Linked DNA regions of Mus musculus: region 1 is linked to region 2. A link is a contact called in public promoter capture Hi-C data. All regions are on one chromosome and are shown on one strand. The core of a region is the stretch at or near the end of the contact, and the rest is flanking DNA. Distances in the headings are between cores, read along the strand shown.

Region 1 (7,539 bases), core at 2,842-5,341, 2.3 Mb after region 2:
TCAATTATATATATATAATTTCCAATCAACAGCTGTAACCTTGTGTCAGGCTAAAGTGCCAACTGTAAAACTGAGGGTAGTTCTTGACAAACTATATCACAAATTATTTTATGACAGTTTTTAATGGTTACTCATTATGAAGGATCACAATCTATATTCTCCCCTGCAAATACATGTCGAATCGAATCCCCACTGTCCTGAAGCTGACACATTCTTCCTCCCAACCTTTGACAATAGAATTCTGAAATCCAGGACCTTTGAACTAGAGATTTATTTCTTCAAAATCCTTCTGGGTTCTCATGCCTTTGTCTCTGGACCAACAGACTGACTGTCAGCTCCTCTGCTTCTCAGACCTGCAGCTTTGGACTGATCCACTCTTGGATTCCTGAATCCCCAATTTGTAGCATGCATTTCATGATTATGTTTAGCTCTTATAATTACCTATCCAATTTGGATTTTCTCTTCGGAGAACAGTAACAAATAGGCAGGTGGATGGGATGAAGGAAGGCTAGAGGGGACATGAGAACTAAGGGAAGCTGGTAGAAGAGTTGGGACACCTACTACCTATTAGATTCGATTTTTCCCTAGTAGTCAGAGTTTGAAATGAGTACAGAGACTGTTTAGAGGATGTCAACAAAATCAAGGTGAATAGAGACTCTAAAGAGCCTTTAAAGGATGCCAACAAGAACAATGAACTACATTAGGCCTGCAAATTAAATTTTATTATATTCAAATAAGCTGGCAAAAGTATTTAAGAACTGGAGAGAACTCTAAAGGACTTTCAACAGCACAGAAACTCAAGAACTCATACAAGTCCTAAAGTTCACAGAGCATTTTACTGATTACATTTTTCTTTGTCATTCATACCATTTTTCTTTATAGGAAAAAAAAAACAAAAAAAAAACCCAAAAACCAAAAAACAAAAAAACAACAACAACAAAAAAAAAAAAAAAAAAAAAAAAAAAAAAAAAAAACAAGGAAAGATGAAATCACACCAGGACCAAGAAGTACTGAGAAGAAAACATGTGCCCCAGTCTTCCTCAAGTCAGAAAAGTTTGTTCTATAAAGCAAAAGTGTTCACAGAATATACTGAAGTCATAAAAAGACACTCTCACCACTAAAAGCAAGAGTTGTTTCACCAAACAATTCACTTGTAGCTGTAAAGATCCACTGGATTGTGCTTTAGGCATATTTAGATCAAATAACAAAAATTTTTAAATTTAACTACAGATAATTAAGTTTTACTTCTTAAACGTTCCCCTACTCCCACTTAAGAGGCACCAAGAACATTGTTCTTTTAATATTATGACCGAGCAAACTTGACATTGTTAGCTAGCATGCCTTAGAATCCCAGCAAGGCCAGTGCTACTTCACAATGGGGTAAGACATGAAAGACAAATGAACTCTTTTAGAAATATCTGGGCACATATTTCCTGGTCTCGTGATGGCCTGAAAGAGGAAAATTAGATACTTAGAAATACACTAACGCTGAAAATTCTTGTTCCGTAGAATATATCTTTATAAAAATGAACGGGGAGACAGAACAAGGAGGGAGATGCATACTCAAAAATGAGTACAGACATTTCTGCATTTAATTATCACAATTTCTCACACTGTGTATTTTGATCGTGTTTTCCCCATCCCAACTCCTTCCAGATCCTCCACAGCTCCATATCCACCCAAATTTATGTTCTTTCCCGCCTCAGCAAATAAAACTAAGAAATGGCACTGGAGGCCACCTCACTAGAGAGCTCATTTTCAAATTTTACATGATTTTTATCTACTGTTACTGAGTTTGGGAGATTCAAACCCCCCTCATTTCACAGCCAACACACTGCAATAGTGAAAAACTTGCATTATTCATTTTACTGTTTCTGCTAACTCTCTTCGTGTCATTTAAATTTACTCACCCAATTACCATACCTAATTATTATTGAAGTAGTTAGATGCCATTGTCTTAATCAAATTATTTAGAAAATTTCATTACATTAGAAAATATCATTACTTTTTTACCGCCTTAAGAGAAGCATTATACAATGCTGAGGAGGCAAAAGTTTAAACCCCACCGGATATCATGGGGTTTGGTTTGTTTCCATGTTTGTCGTTGTGATGATTTAAAATTTGTTTTAAGTTTTTCAAAAACTATTTCGCAAATAATTATTTCAATTTATTAAACATGTTATGTTGTGTAATTTGAGAGGTATTAGAAGGGAATTCTGCCAAAAATACTTTTCCATCTGCGTGGATCATAACTCTCTGTCTCTCTTTTCATCTTTGTTGTCTTTGAGGATGCTTTGAACTTTAGAAGATAGCCTACTACTGAATACACAGGCACACAAAGACACACACAGACATACACAGACACACACATATAGATATAAATATAGACATAGAGATGGTGTAGATGTAGATGTAGACATAGATATAGATAGATATGGATATATCCATGAACTTTAGAAGATGTAGGAGTGACACAGAAGGAACAGGGCAGGGGAAGAGTACTGTAAAGACAGTTCTCGTGTGTGAAATTCTCAAAAAATTAATGAAGCCAATAAGAAAGAAACAGTGGTTGCATTTATCAGTTTCAGCTTTAGAGCTGTTTTTGGTAAACCCAAACAACATCAGCATTAGGGATTCTGTCTTCACAATGACAACAATAGCTAGTAGTGCATTCTGGCTGCACCAGTCATTTTACTCAGACTGATGACCTGTTAATTGCAAAAGACTAATTACTTCTTTACTGCCAACACATGTCTACCTGAAAGCCCCCTTTCTGTCTTAAGGAGGTCTTTTCTACCTGAAAGCGCTGTACAGTTCCAGCCTCCATTTGTAGAGCAAGAGAGAGAGTAAAACAATCACAGGACTCCATTACAGAAATGTAATGAAATTGTTAAACCAATAGAGAAAGACCTCACAGTGCTCTGTCTCCTGGGTGATCAGCACGGTTCATTAGACAAAGTAAAGAACAGCAGGTTTCTCCAAATCAGAGTTCCCCAATGTAAGAAAGCCAGACCTCCAAAAGACAATGATGAGTTTAGGCTTACAAGGCTCAGTCATTTAATCCTAGCACTTGGGAGGCAGCGGCAGGCAGATTTCTGAGTTCAAGGCTAGTCTGGTCTACAGAGTGAGTTCCAGAGCAGCCACATCTCCCCCGAAAACATATCCTGTCTCAAAAATCAAACAGAGCAAGAAAAGGCAATACTGATGTGAACTAACATTCCATACTGAGATTCCCTTTGAAAGATCTCCAATAAAATAAAGTGAATATAAGCCTCAAATTCATTGATGAGTATTCTATGAGTATTCTATGAATTGTTTGAGCATACACGCACAGGCACTTTCTTAGGGTAAATAAAACTTCACAAAGGCATTGCCTTGTAGATCACATTAATGATGTTTATTCGTTAGACACAAAGTAATGCGTATTTAGTCTCAATGCCTTCCAACAGAGATTCATCTTTCTTTTTTTAAATTGAAGTTCATAGAGTGAGTCATGCTGTGTTGTAGGTAATTGGCTGACGTAATATACCTATTCTGCTTTGTTGCACAGAAATTGTCCTGACAATTGGAGTCAATACACACATTCAAAAAAATAATTTTAGTCTTTATTTTTTTGAATTCCAGATTATTAGCTGTGTACCTTAAGTTTCTTTACGTTCCCGAATGTTGAATTATTTTTCAACAGCTCAGCAGGCTGCTTAAGAGAAAGCCAGAGCAGAGGTCTGAATGTCGTTTGACACTATAAATTAGTAATCTTATTAGAATTACAGTAGTTATGAATTAATCCACTCAAGTGATATATTTTAAATTAGATTTTCAGTTTCCGGCCTGAGAGTTGGCTTCAGTATTATGGCCTTCGTGCGCCCTCCAGTGGACAAATTTATATGGACTTTACAATTTAAAGACACTACTTAAACGTCCAGAATTCATTATTTAATATATAAACTCACGGACCATCTGGATGAAATCTCATCACGGGAGAACTTGCAGTTTTCATTTTCTCCCGGAGCCTGGGGATCCAGCAGGACTTGGTGCTGGCACCCTAGAGGAAACTCCTCCAAGCTTTTCTGCCTACAGCATATGGTTAGAATCAGGGGCTCGCCCAGCGCCAGCTTATGACAATGGGCGTGCATAGGAATAACATGCAAGCAATCAGTCGAGAGCTGGCTTTCATATTCTCCACTTGTAGAGAGTGTTTTTTACACCTAATGGAAAAGGTAGGTTAGGCAGGGCTAATATTTTACTCCCCAGTTAAGACAACAAGACTGCAGCTAAAGTGATGTGAACTGTCTCCAGTTCAGCTTCTGATTCCCAATACTTTAGCTCTTTGTCAGAAACACTTAATGAGCAGCAACAGCAGCAACAAAAAAAAAAAAAAAAAAAAATCCGTACTCGTTATGGTACATGCCAAACGGAAACATTCTCATTAAATAAATAGTCTTAATAGCACCGAATATCATTTTAGTTGAGGTAGAGCAAGCAGAGGACCACAATAAAAGATTATTAAAAAACAAACAAACAAACAAACAAAAAACTACACTATTTTTTCCAAGTGTTTTGGAAGAATCATGAGATATAATGTTTGTGCACAAACTTGTGCCTATAAGGGCACAGCTAAACATTCGATGATTATAATGCCATACAGCGTCCCGATGCTGTAAAATCAGGTCAAGACCGCATGTTCCAGACCTGTCCTTCGAATTGACACACGTGTTGTTTAGAAAATATGTTTGAGCAAATGATCTTAAGCTCCGCTTGCTCCGGTCAATGTTGCTGCAGCGCTCCAAGCACAACCCAGGCAGGTTGAGGTTTCTGTGGTCTGGTCTCCCCGCTCACAGTACCTATTACCAGGCTTAAAAAGGACTCCGAGGCACTAAGAAAAGTTCTCGGTACTCAATTCATTAGGGACTTTTTTTAAAATTTATTTGAACTCGAAGAGACTCAGCTGAAGAAAGCTTTACTTCTTTTTTTACCTGATACATGTATCCACTGCTTAGAGGAGCTGCTGGGCCCTCAGCTCTCAACTTTCCTGGCTTAACATTTTAAAAAGAAACCGAAAGATCAGAAGAAGGAAGAAGAGAAGAAGGAATGGGAAGGAGAAAGACAAAGAGTAGTAAAAATGATCCAGTGAATTTAATATTGGGGGAAACCTGCGCTTTGGCCATGGAAACTGATGATTAAACTTGCAAAAACATTTAACATTTATTTTTAAGGCTCTGGAAAAGACATGCAGCAGTTTTCTTTTTTGTTTTGTTTTGTTTTGTGTTTTTGTTTTTGTTTTTTTTTTTAAGTGAATGGATTGATTTATAGAGAAAGCTATAATACCAAGTGGTATTTGGGTGGATTTATTTCAACTTGTATTTGAAAGGAGGACGAATATTTATCATATATTTAACTTGTCTTATAATATTAGGGCAATGCCTTAACCAGACTAAAATGATTATAGTCTAAGGATCGTGTCTAACACGGTCCCCACCCAACAACCTCAACCTCAAGGGTACCAGAGTTCCAGACATAAATTTTAATTTCCTGACTTGTGAAGATGGATGTTAGTCCTGGTGTCCCTGCATATTTTTTTCCCATGTCTCTCTGTATTTCCTTGCATTCGACTATGTGGCTTATTCGCGCTACAGATTTTATAGGTTTAAATAATTTTCATATCACTCATGCTGGCCATCATTCAAAGAAAGGAAGAATTAACATCTTTTAACTTGAGATCATAAGACACAACTGCCTAAGAAGGCTGGAGGTCTCAGATGCCAGGCAGGCTGTTAAAATACAATGCTATTATCATCCTCTTGAACCCCAGACGTTATCAGTCTGCAAACGAAATCCAATCCTGAACATAAATTGCATTTCCTAAAAAAAACATAATCTTGCCTTAAGATACCAACCTCCCTGATTACAGGGAATGTCTGTGTTTACACATTTGTACATAGCATGCTGACTATATTAGTGATGTTAGGAAACAAACTGTGTGCCCCACAACAGACCTGCTGCAAGCACAGGGGAAGAGAAAGAAAAAGAAAGGTTGAAATCAGACTCCCGATCTCTAGCTCCTTTCAAATTCCTGGAGCACACAACACTAGCTTTGCTGCTGCGTGATGTACACGGGGGTATTTCTTCTAATGCAATCTGACTAAAAGTTTAAATGAGTTTAATGCATGAAATGTATAAATAAAATGTGGCCTTGATTAAATTTAGACTTAATACGTAACTTAAATGGGTAGCAACGATCAGTCCTGGTATCATGTGTCCAGACTATTTTGAGCTTTGCAACAAAAAAAAAAAAAAAAAAAAAAAAAAAGCAGTTTGGATTTTATCAGTGGGCATAGGACTCTTTGTATCAGAAGCACAATATATGTGCAAAGCTGTATTATATGACAACCCTAAAGGGAACAGTCACTGTTATTTAAACTTGTAAGGAAGAGACGATGCAAAAGACATTAGGAACTGAACACCCACATAATTCTAAAACATTGCTTAGCAAAGAACAATTCATATACGGGAAAGGGTTTGACTTGGAGTTCCTTCATGATGTCTCCTAATTTCAAGACCTGCAAAAATCATTTCATTTCCTAGCTGCTATGTTTTCTTCATTTGCACAAACGTATCAAAACCCATTTCTCGCCTTGTTGGAGTGTTCTCAGTGAGTGTGTGATAAAGATGGAGCAGTCATATGAAAATTGACTTTCTTTAGCATAGAGTTTACCTAGTTCCGCCATAGTTTTTAAAAAATCTGATAAATTTCCTATGTAGTTTATAAGATATATAATACATTATGAAAACAATAAATAGTATTTGTGACTTTCATTAGAAGTAAGCAGACTAAAATCTCTTGGGTTGACCTTAATGGCCTGACAGAAAGGTTTACAGATTTGTAGAGTGTATGGTCTTTGAGCCTGAGCAACCATAGCACCAATCGCTAACCCAGCCTTTTCACCTCCCTAATAGCAGCAATGTAAATGCAAATTTGAGCAAGTTAGCAAGCCTTCAAAAGCATGCTACATGTCACCATTTATAAATGGAGATAAAATGCCTCTTTAATGTCATTGCTGTTACCAAAACAAAACAAAACAAAAAACCACTTGTTACAAGTGGTATGTAGCCATAAGTGTTGAGAATCCTCCCTTCTTTCTCATTTTGCATATATCATGCAAACACCACAGTTTCAATTCACTTGTTCCTGCAAACACATAGAGATTATCTCATTTCATAACACTGAAGTCTTCATTAGCAGTCTGAAAATGGAATATGAATGCACTGGTCTCCAAAAGACAAGACATGAGGTGTACGGCAAAACAGACAACTATCACAGGACCTCAAAAACAGAGGAGAGAGTGGCAAAAATGTTTTCTTGAACCTTAGAATTCTAGGCTAAACCACAGCCAAAGGCTGTTTACCTTTTTTTTATTTTTTTTCTTCTTCAAGTTTGTACAATGCCACTCAGTCTCAGGCATTTAGTAGAATGAAACCAGGTGAGTTAGAGCCAATTTTGCTTTTCATTTTTCAAGCTTGTTTATTACTTTACTGTAAACC
Region 2 (7,869 bases), core at 1,647-4,146:
CATAGGCTCACCTGAACTGTGCCTAGTTTCATCAGTTCTAAAGGTCGGTCTGTCTTTCCATTCTGTAAGAAAGGTTGAAGTCATTTATGAAGTTTCCTGAATTATTTGCTTTTTTGTTTTGTTTTAGTTTCTGGTTTTTGGTTTTGTTTTGTTTTGTTTTTGTTTTAATTCTTTTTTAGGACTGTGTCACTCTGCAGCCCAGACTGCCCTTAATATCCTGACCCGTTTGCTTTAGGCTGTAGTTCTGGGACCCCCTTCCTGTTCTACCACACCAGCTCACCTACCCTTTTTGTTTAAAAATGTGATCACAGTAAAATTCGACTTCTAGACAGACTGTTGGGTATTGGCGTGCATCTCACCCACCACAATGAAGCCGGGAGACATGCCTTACTCTGTGTTGCATCCTCAGCACAGGTTCAAGGTGCACGATCCTATTCTTTGTGACCATGCATTATCTACAATAAACACTATTCTTGACACTGGGAATACAGAGACGGATAAAGAAGTGCTCAGCTTTGGTGGGCTACAACACCGAGAAGTACCAAAGAGGAAAAGGGATAGGAGAACGGCTCAGGGAGTCCTCTGTGGAGAAACATCAGGCCTGATAGATGGGAAGAAAAGGCCCACAGTCAGGACATTCTCACATCTGTAGAATGCAAGTCCGTACACGTGTTTGGGTGTGTTTGGAACAAAGTACAGGTAAAGTTAGATCTCATGCTTGCTTAATTCCAGAGGCTGTTCTGGTTCAACCAGTGTATTTACCAGTCATGATTCCCCACACTCCAAGATTAAGTCTTGGAGTCATTAATATAATGAGATATTTACAAAATTCATTTTTTCAAATCACACTTGGCTCTCAGTTGTAGTGGGGGTCTAGCAGAGATGGCCTCTGTCTCAGGCCATATTTTCAGAAAATGATAAAAACATGGCTCCTACTTTCCATTTTTAAGACTTCCTTGCAAAGCTGAAATCCACACGCTTACCATAGAAACATGTTAGAATATATAGAAGTAAGAACAAGATGTATGATCTCATCATAGAGATATGTATCACTAAGAACTTTCTGGGGTAATTCTAGTCTTCCTTTCAATGTTCCTCCAAAACAAAACAAAACCAGCAGTTCCTAAAATTGACAATTTCTTTAAAAAGCCAAAGTCAAAATGCTTCATGAATGCACCCTTTTCATGACTGATCTCCTCAACAACATGATCAAACATCACATTTCTCTTCTCTTAGCATGTCATCTCTGGTCAGCATGTCAGCTGTGATGGTCTTACATGATGATCTGCATAAGACCTTCAAGTCACAGAGCATCTTACAGGACAGGGATGGAGCTCAACGGGCACGGGGAAGCATTTCTCATCTAGCATGTGCAATACTCTGGGGTTTATCCTGAGCTACTAACCTGTGGGTCTCCCCAGTCTCTTGGATCAGAGACCAATATGGTCCACAAGCGAACAGAGATGGCAGAGGTCGCGTAGTGGGTGCAAGAGGATTCGGAAGCCCTGTGAATGTATACTGTGAATACCCACACGGCGACCAACTATCAGGAGGCATATTACTTTGGGTGATTCAAGGCTTATGTTTTGAGTGTCTGAGGGTGGGATGGGCAGAAAGGTCATTCATTGGCTGAGGGTTTAGGTTACCAAAATGCCTCATTAGGGAAGAAGCTTTTAAGGAATCTCAAGTGCTGTTCTTTCCATTAGAAAGAGAATGGTCCTGTGTGCTAATTGAGGCTGCAGGCTATGTGAGGGCTTAGAATTCCCCAACAAGGTCAGAGAAGAAGCCCCCCTCTAATGGAGTCTCCCATATTGCCCCAGCCCAGAGTTTATCTGTTCATCTGTGTTAAGAGTCAGGCTCTAAAGGTGATGGGAGAGTGATAGAGCACCAAAATGGTAGCGGGAGTGGGGGGTGGGGGAGCGAGCTGGAGATTTGGAGATTACAGGGAGCTTGTGAAGTTTGTTGAAGGGGAGAGGGGACAACCTAAATTATTAAGAAAATGACACGAGGAAACCTCTTTGTACGCTAATTACAAAAAATAAAAAAATAAAAAGACCAGAGGGCCAAAGGTTCAGCGGTAATGTTGAAAAGTCACTTCAGATGCACATGCAGATCCTGAGTGAGAAGTTAAGAACTGCTACATATCAAAGAACCATACTGATATAAGCTATCTATATATTCATTCTCTTACTTTCACTAAAGGCTCACTATGTGTAAAACACGTAGCAATACGACTAGTACACCTTCGGATGAGAACTCAAATTAAGCAAGAAATTACACGAGGTCTGATTTGCGTGACCTAGTTAGGCTAGCTGTCAGCAATGCCATAGGTGCCTAGCACACAACAGGTAAACAATGCCTTCTCATCAGACTTTTGACAGTAGTTCCATGTTAGACTACCATGATATCTCATTATTCCAGTGCTGTTAAGGGAAGATGACCAAGTAGGTTTTCAAATCTGCCAGAACACGTTTGAATCACCTGATCGGGGAGGATACAATTTACAAAGGACTCTCCCACACTCCTTGCAACTAAGAAGATACAAGAAGCTGGAGGTCAGGGGAAATGGGAACTTCACCCAGACCTCCCGGGTAAAACGTGCTGGGCTCCGGGGCAGCAGCGCAGCACTGGAGGAGCCGCCCAGCAGCACTCGCCGCCGGGTACCTGATGCTCCCGCTTGGCTGAAGGCTCAGCTTTCACCTCCGTCACAAACACACACGGCATCTTCCGCTGCACCGAGCCCAGGCGCTTCATGTTGCCCACGCGCAACCTGTCTCCACTGCGCTGGGCCCCGGGCGGAGGAAGTCTGCAGAAATGAGCTAGAATCCAAACACCAGCCAGAAGATCCTAACTGCACCACCAAGGTCCACTCCGGAGAGAGGCGGGGACTCACTACCGGAAGCGACCGCCTAGTCGCGGTGCATTCTGGGAATTGTAGTGCGACCGCGAGGCTACAGAGCATGCGCCTCCACATGCGTGATTCCCCTGTGTTTTGATGTCCAATTAAAAATAAAAATAAAAGAACCGTTACCCGATGTTGTATACTTGGCCACTACTTAGTATCGATGATGTTTTCGGGAATTAATGTTAAGTTATAAGTAATAAATCACTTTAGGATGCATTTTAGCATGTTTCTAATGAAACTCTCTTACCTGCTTATTTTCTATCAAATGTAAGGGATTGGAAACCCAGAGAAGTTTAGAAAATACTTTCAGACATTCCCTAATGTTCTGACAGAAAAACTGACTTCCCAGGAAAAACATTCAAACAAACAAACCTTACAATGAACAAAACTGAATTTGTTTGAATTAATCACCACGCAGTGTACAGTTTGTTTTTTGATAACCTTTCCAATGAGAGTAAAAATTAAACAAGTTCAAAAACATAGAAATAACAAAAATCTCTGTCGAGTTTTTCTTGGGAATCCAACAAAAGACTTGAAACAGCTTCATTTGACTTACTGTCTAAAAGGACATTACAAGGAAATAATAAAATTGATGCTTGAATAAAAAATATATTCTAGTAGTAGACCTATCTCATTAAAACCTGAAATCACAGGGAGATTTTTGCCCTTACTATCTTAGGTAATTGAAGAAGCCAATTTATGTTTCCACAATTGTTTTATAATTCCAATTAATATTTTTATAAATGTTTAATCAGCAGGTATCCTACTGCCTAGCGTTTTACTTACTTAGTTCTTGAAAAAAAAAATCAAATAACCTTGTCTCACTTGAAAGCATGTATATGTCAGGGGACTCTCAAAGAATAAAATGTTCTTAAAAACAAGTTTACAGTTTTGTGTTTACTGACTCGGGAGGGAAGGAGGGAGGGAGGGAGGGAGGGAGGGAGGGAGGGAGGGAAATATACCTAAACACACACAATTTTACACAAAACAAAGGGGTTGGTGTAGGGAGAGAGGACCTACAAGTTACAAGTTTCTGGCTGGGTTGTATTGAAACTAGAAACGTTTTAGCCTTTTAAAGTCAAGTGTTGGTACCTTCTTTGAGGCTCTAGAGGAATCCTAAGCAACAGCCCATCTTGTAGGTTTCAGACAATTAAATGACCTTTGAAAGCTCTCAACTGTCATTTCCCAAACTGCCACAGAATATTCTAGATCCAACATTCTGCCATTTCTTAGAAAAGATAATCTTCCAAAAACATTCCACTTGCTCTAAGTCTCTCTCTGGAAGGACCAACAGCTATATTTTGGCTTCTTAAATGCCTGGAGAAAGGTTTCCAACAGGAACAGAAGAGTCCACAGCAGGAAAACATCACAAGATCAGGTTATAGATGTAAACTGTGCTTCTAGTCTAATGGATGCCAGCCTTTAGCTTCCCCTGATTCCCATACAGAGCTGGTAGAGCCCCACCCACCCCTGCCCTTAGAGGAGTGCTACAGAATAAATTGAAAAAGACTTTTTTTTCTTCTTCTTCTCTGATATGTTATTAAGCTAGCACACACCAAGAAGAAACTCCATGTGAATCTATCCTGACCAGCATAAGACAGAATTTCTGGGTCTGTTTTCGAAGACACATTTCCTATCACTTTTCATTACAGGGAGTCAAAAAAAAAATCCTCTCAAGTAGAATCATAGCTTTCTGTAGAAGACTAAAATGAAATCTGCAACAGGACATGGGGTGAGAGTGGGAAATAAAAAGAAGTGATAGGAAAAGGAACGAACCTAAAAGAGGAAAAGGAAGAGTTTGGGGTATTCTAGGATTAACAAAAGTTACACAATGAAGGAATTTTTAAAATTTTTATTATTTATTTATTTATTCATTCGGAGGGCTGATTTTGCCATGCTGTCAGCTGTCAAGAGGTATCAGCACTTTTCAGATCTTTTCCAGTGTGAAATCACTTAACTAGGTTTGAAACTCTGCCCTTCATCAGGGAACTCATCTGGAGGAGACTGGATGAGCCCCTCTTCTTAGAGCTGTTTCTCCCACTTGCCTGTTAAGATGGGCACTTTGCTGTTGCAGAGCTGAAGAGAAAAAGGGCTAACCGAAGGGCAAGGCTTATGTTTACGTATTTATCAACATTTTCAAGGGCGGTGACGAATCTTCATCTGCTCCTTTACTTTTAACACTGCCTCCATCCTATTAATTATAAGCAAACCATCTTTTTTCTAAATTTAGTTTTATTTCCAAGATTAATACTCTATACTATGGATTCAAAAAATTCATGACAATTTACCATTTTACTTAAAGTGGAAATCGGTGTTTGTCTTGATCCGTTGAGATTTCAATCCAAAGTTTGAAGTATTTCAAAACATGCTTTGATCCAATGTGTTCAGTTGTCTCCAGTCAAACCCTAGGTGCCCTGTGATGAATATTCCTCACTTATACTAGGTTCTGATTAATATAGGAAAGGTGCATGAAGATTTTCAAAACTGCTCATTAAAATGTCTTGGTCTGGGAATCAGAGGACTTCCCATGGTTTTCCACAAATTCTACAAATTTTTGAGCACTCTGGAAATAAAGCATTTGCTATTGGATGACACGAATTCTCTTTTCAGGATGGATGAAAATGTAATAAAGCCACCGGATGAATAGGTACCCCTACTTATTTTAATGAATATTACTGTGTTAAAATCTGCATGTGATATTTCCTAAGTCAGTGTATGGCACCAGGTACATAAATAATCAATTGTATCATAATTAATCAATTGTATCTATTTTCTTGTACTGTGTGTGTGTGTGTGTGTGTGTGTGTGTGTGTGTGTGTGTGTAGCATAGTTAGCTTAGTTCTATTTCCAAACCACATATAGAAATAACAACTTTCTTATAAAATACTTACCCAATTTTAATTTTGAAAACATGAAGTTATATTTCTTTAATCAGAACACTGGAAGATAAAACACAGTGTAATATCTACAAGTAGTGCTTACTATATTTGATAAATATTGGATAGGGGAAATAATCCACTTAGGTGGAGTAGCCTACAGTTGCATATGAGGTCACTTATGATGAGCACACAATGGATTATGTAATAGTGAGGAAAATTCTGGAAGTTTGAGTTTGTGTGATTACTAGTAACCACTTTCAACATTTCTGCAAAGCTAGAGAAGGTATCTTCTAATTTAAATTTATTTAAGAATTATCTATTGTGTAATATACTGTCAACAGGAGGTCAGTTTTAAAGGAATACTACTGATAGCCTCAAAGGCTGTGGAAAAGAACAAGTTTTCCCCCCTTACACACTGATAGTTCTTATATTTGCGTTCCTGCAATTTGTACATATTTATAAAAAAAATCATTGGATTAGCAGCAAGAGATTGAAAATGGCAGAAGTTGGGAATGACTGCTATTTCTTTGTTAATTCCACATGCATAAAGGTAAATATTGTACAACTTACAGTCCACATACTTAAGCTTTTTAATTGAATGAAGGGAGAGACAGCAATAAAAAGATACCTTAACTCTTATGGAAAAGCCTATGTATTTTTCATATCCTGAATTTATGTGAGGAAATTTGGGTTAATTTAAAACTATGATCTGTTGATTATATATGTCAATTTTATGTTAGTTTTCATATAACATTTTTGCATATATTATTCTTTTCAAATTCCTAATACTATATAATGGTTTTTATATTATAGCATATTATGTTGGTGAATGTATTTCAGTCATACATAATCCAATAGTTGAATTCAGGTTACTATCCACCGTGTAGTATCTGTTTTCTTATTTGAAATTAATAAACCTTTATTGCATTTTTTCTGTCAGAAGTCTAAATAATAGAAAGTAATTAAATACCATGTAAAGGGGAATAGAGTGTAACATAAACAAATCAACCAAGTGGAAAAGTGAATTGGGATTAATGAGTCTTTAATAAAAACTGAATAAATGTAGGAACTCTCTTGTTGCTCGTGTTCCAAGTGAACCTAAAGTAAATCAAAATATGAAGAACACTAGAAGCTCTGTCTGGTTAAGCATCTTTCAGCTCTGCTTGAAATCTGTAGCCCAACTCATTGGTCATGAGAACTCAACCCAAGTTTGTCATGTTACCTTTCCAAAGAGATCTTAGATGACACACTTTTTACTTCAGAATGGCACAGAGTTTTGTCTCTGTTTTTCTCCCAAATGATTGATGAACAATAACCTCTAAGAATGATAGATAGATAGATAGATAGATAGATAGATAGATAGATAGATAGAGGTGAGATGAGATGAGATGAGATGAGATGAGATGAGATGAGATGAGATGAGATGATGAGATAAAAATCTAGAAACCATTGTAACTTACATTCCACAGGTTATCACAGCATCCTGTGATAGTATACAATTTCATTTTTTAGTGTAAAAATAAACAGAAGAGGAGTGGTTGTTGACAAGTAGTGAAAACATGGTGATAAATCCCTGTTTGTATGAATCCAAACTCAGAGCTCATTATCCCATGCTTGAAGAGTCCATCTTTGAAGGGATTAGAAGGTGAAGAAGGAAGTAGAAAGAAGGCATAGCTTATATGTCAAAGAGGGAGGAATGTAATGGAATGTCACTATTATCTACAAGACAGAGGCCTACAGTTCATCCAACTCTGGATTTATACACCAAAGAATGCATAATTAAAAAAAAACAAACAAGTAATAGTAGACTGTTGACACAGTCCACATCCACTTTCATTGGTACATAAAAATACCTGCGTAAATATATTTAGTCAACTGTCTTAATAAGTTACGAACATAAGACATGCATTTTATATGTGATATAATTCAAATTTCAGAGCATCACACAATCGAGGTTCTAATTCCTCGATATCAACACAGCTTGCAGCATCTCCACAGACTGTGCATCTTAGTGGTTGGTAGAGACTGTCTTCACATGCAGGATGTGGCTCATACTTCTTAGATAGTTGCCAAGATTTCCCCAGA

The links. Promoter capture Hi-C pulls out the DNA fragments that hold promoters and counts their contacts.
Region 1: a contact with region 2 is called in a promoter capture Hi-C map of 3T3-L1-derived adipocytes, with 12 times the contacts expected there. The contact joins the enhancer-like site here to the promoter of 4930430F08Rik in region 2. A contact is called at or near these places in 5 of 39 promoter capture datasets (the 3T3-L1 cell line, 3T3-L1-derived adipocytes, cranial neural crest and 2 more) and 1 of 115 datasets of contacts at active chromatin or transcription factors (astrocytes).

Annotation. Positions count from the first base shown.
Region 1 is chr10:102,874,225-102,881,763 of GRCm38.p6, forward strand. No RefSeq gene overlaps it. Among named protein-coding and RNA genes, the nearest start is that of Alx1, 150 kb to the right of the region's middle. Within about 2 kb of position 4,092, at least 19 of the 459 cell types and tissues checked have an H3K27ac peak or open chromatin away from gene starts, as enhancers often do.
Region 2 is chr10:100,586,363-100,594,231 of GRCm38.p6, forward strand. It overlaps 4930430F08Rik (RIKEN cDNA 4930430F08 gene), which reads right to left and starts at 2,897. Exons shown (of 7, transcript NM_175128.2): 1 at 2,665-2,897. The coding sequence starts at 2,754. It overlaps 1700017N19Rik (RIKEN cDNA 1700017N19 gene), which reads left to right and starts at 6,024. Exons shown (of 13, transcript NM_001081246.1): 1 at 6,024-6,067.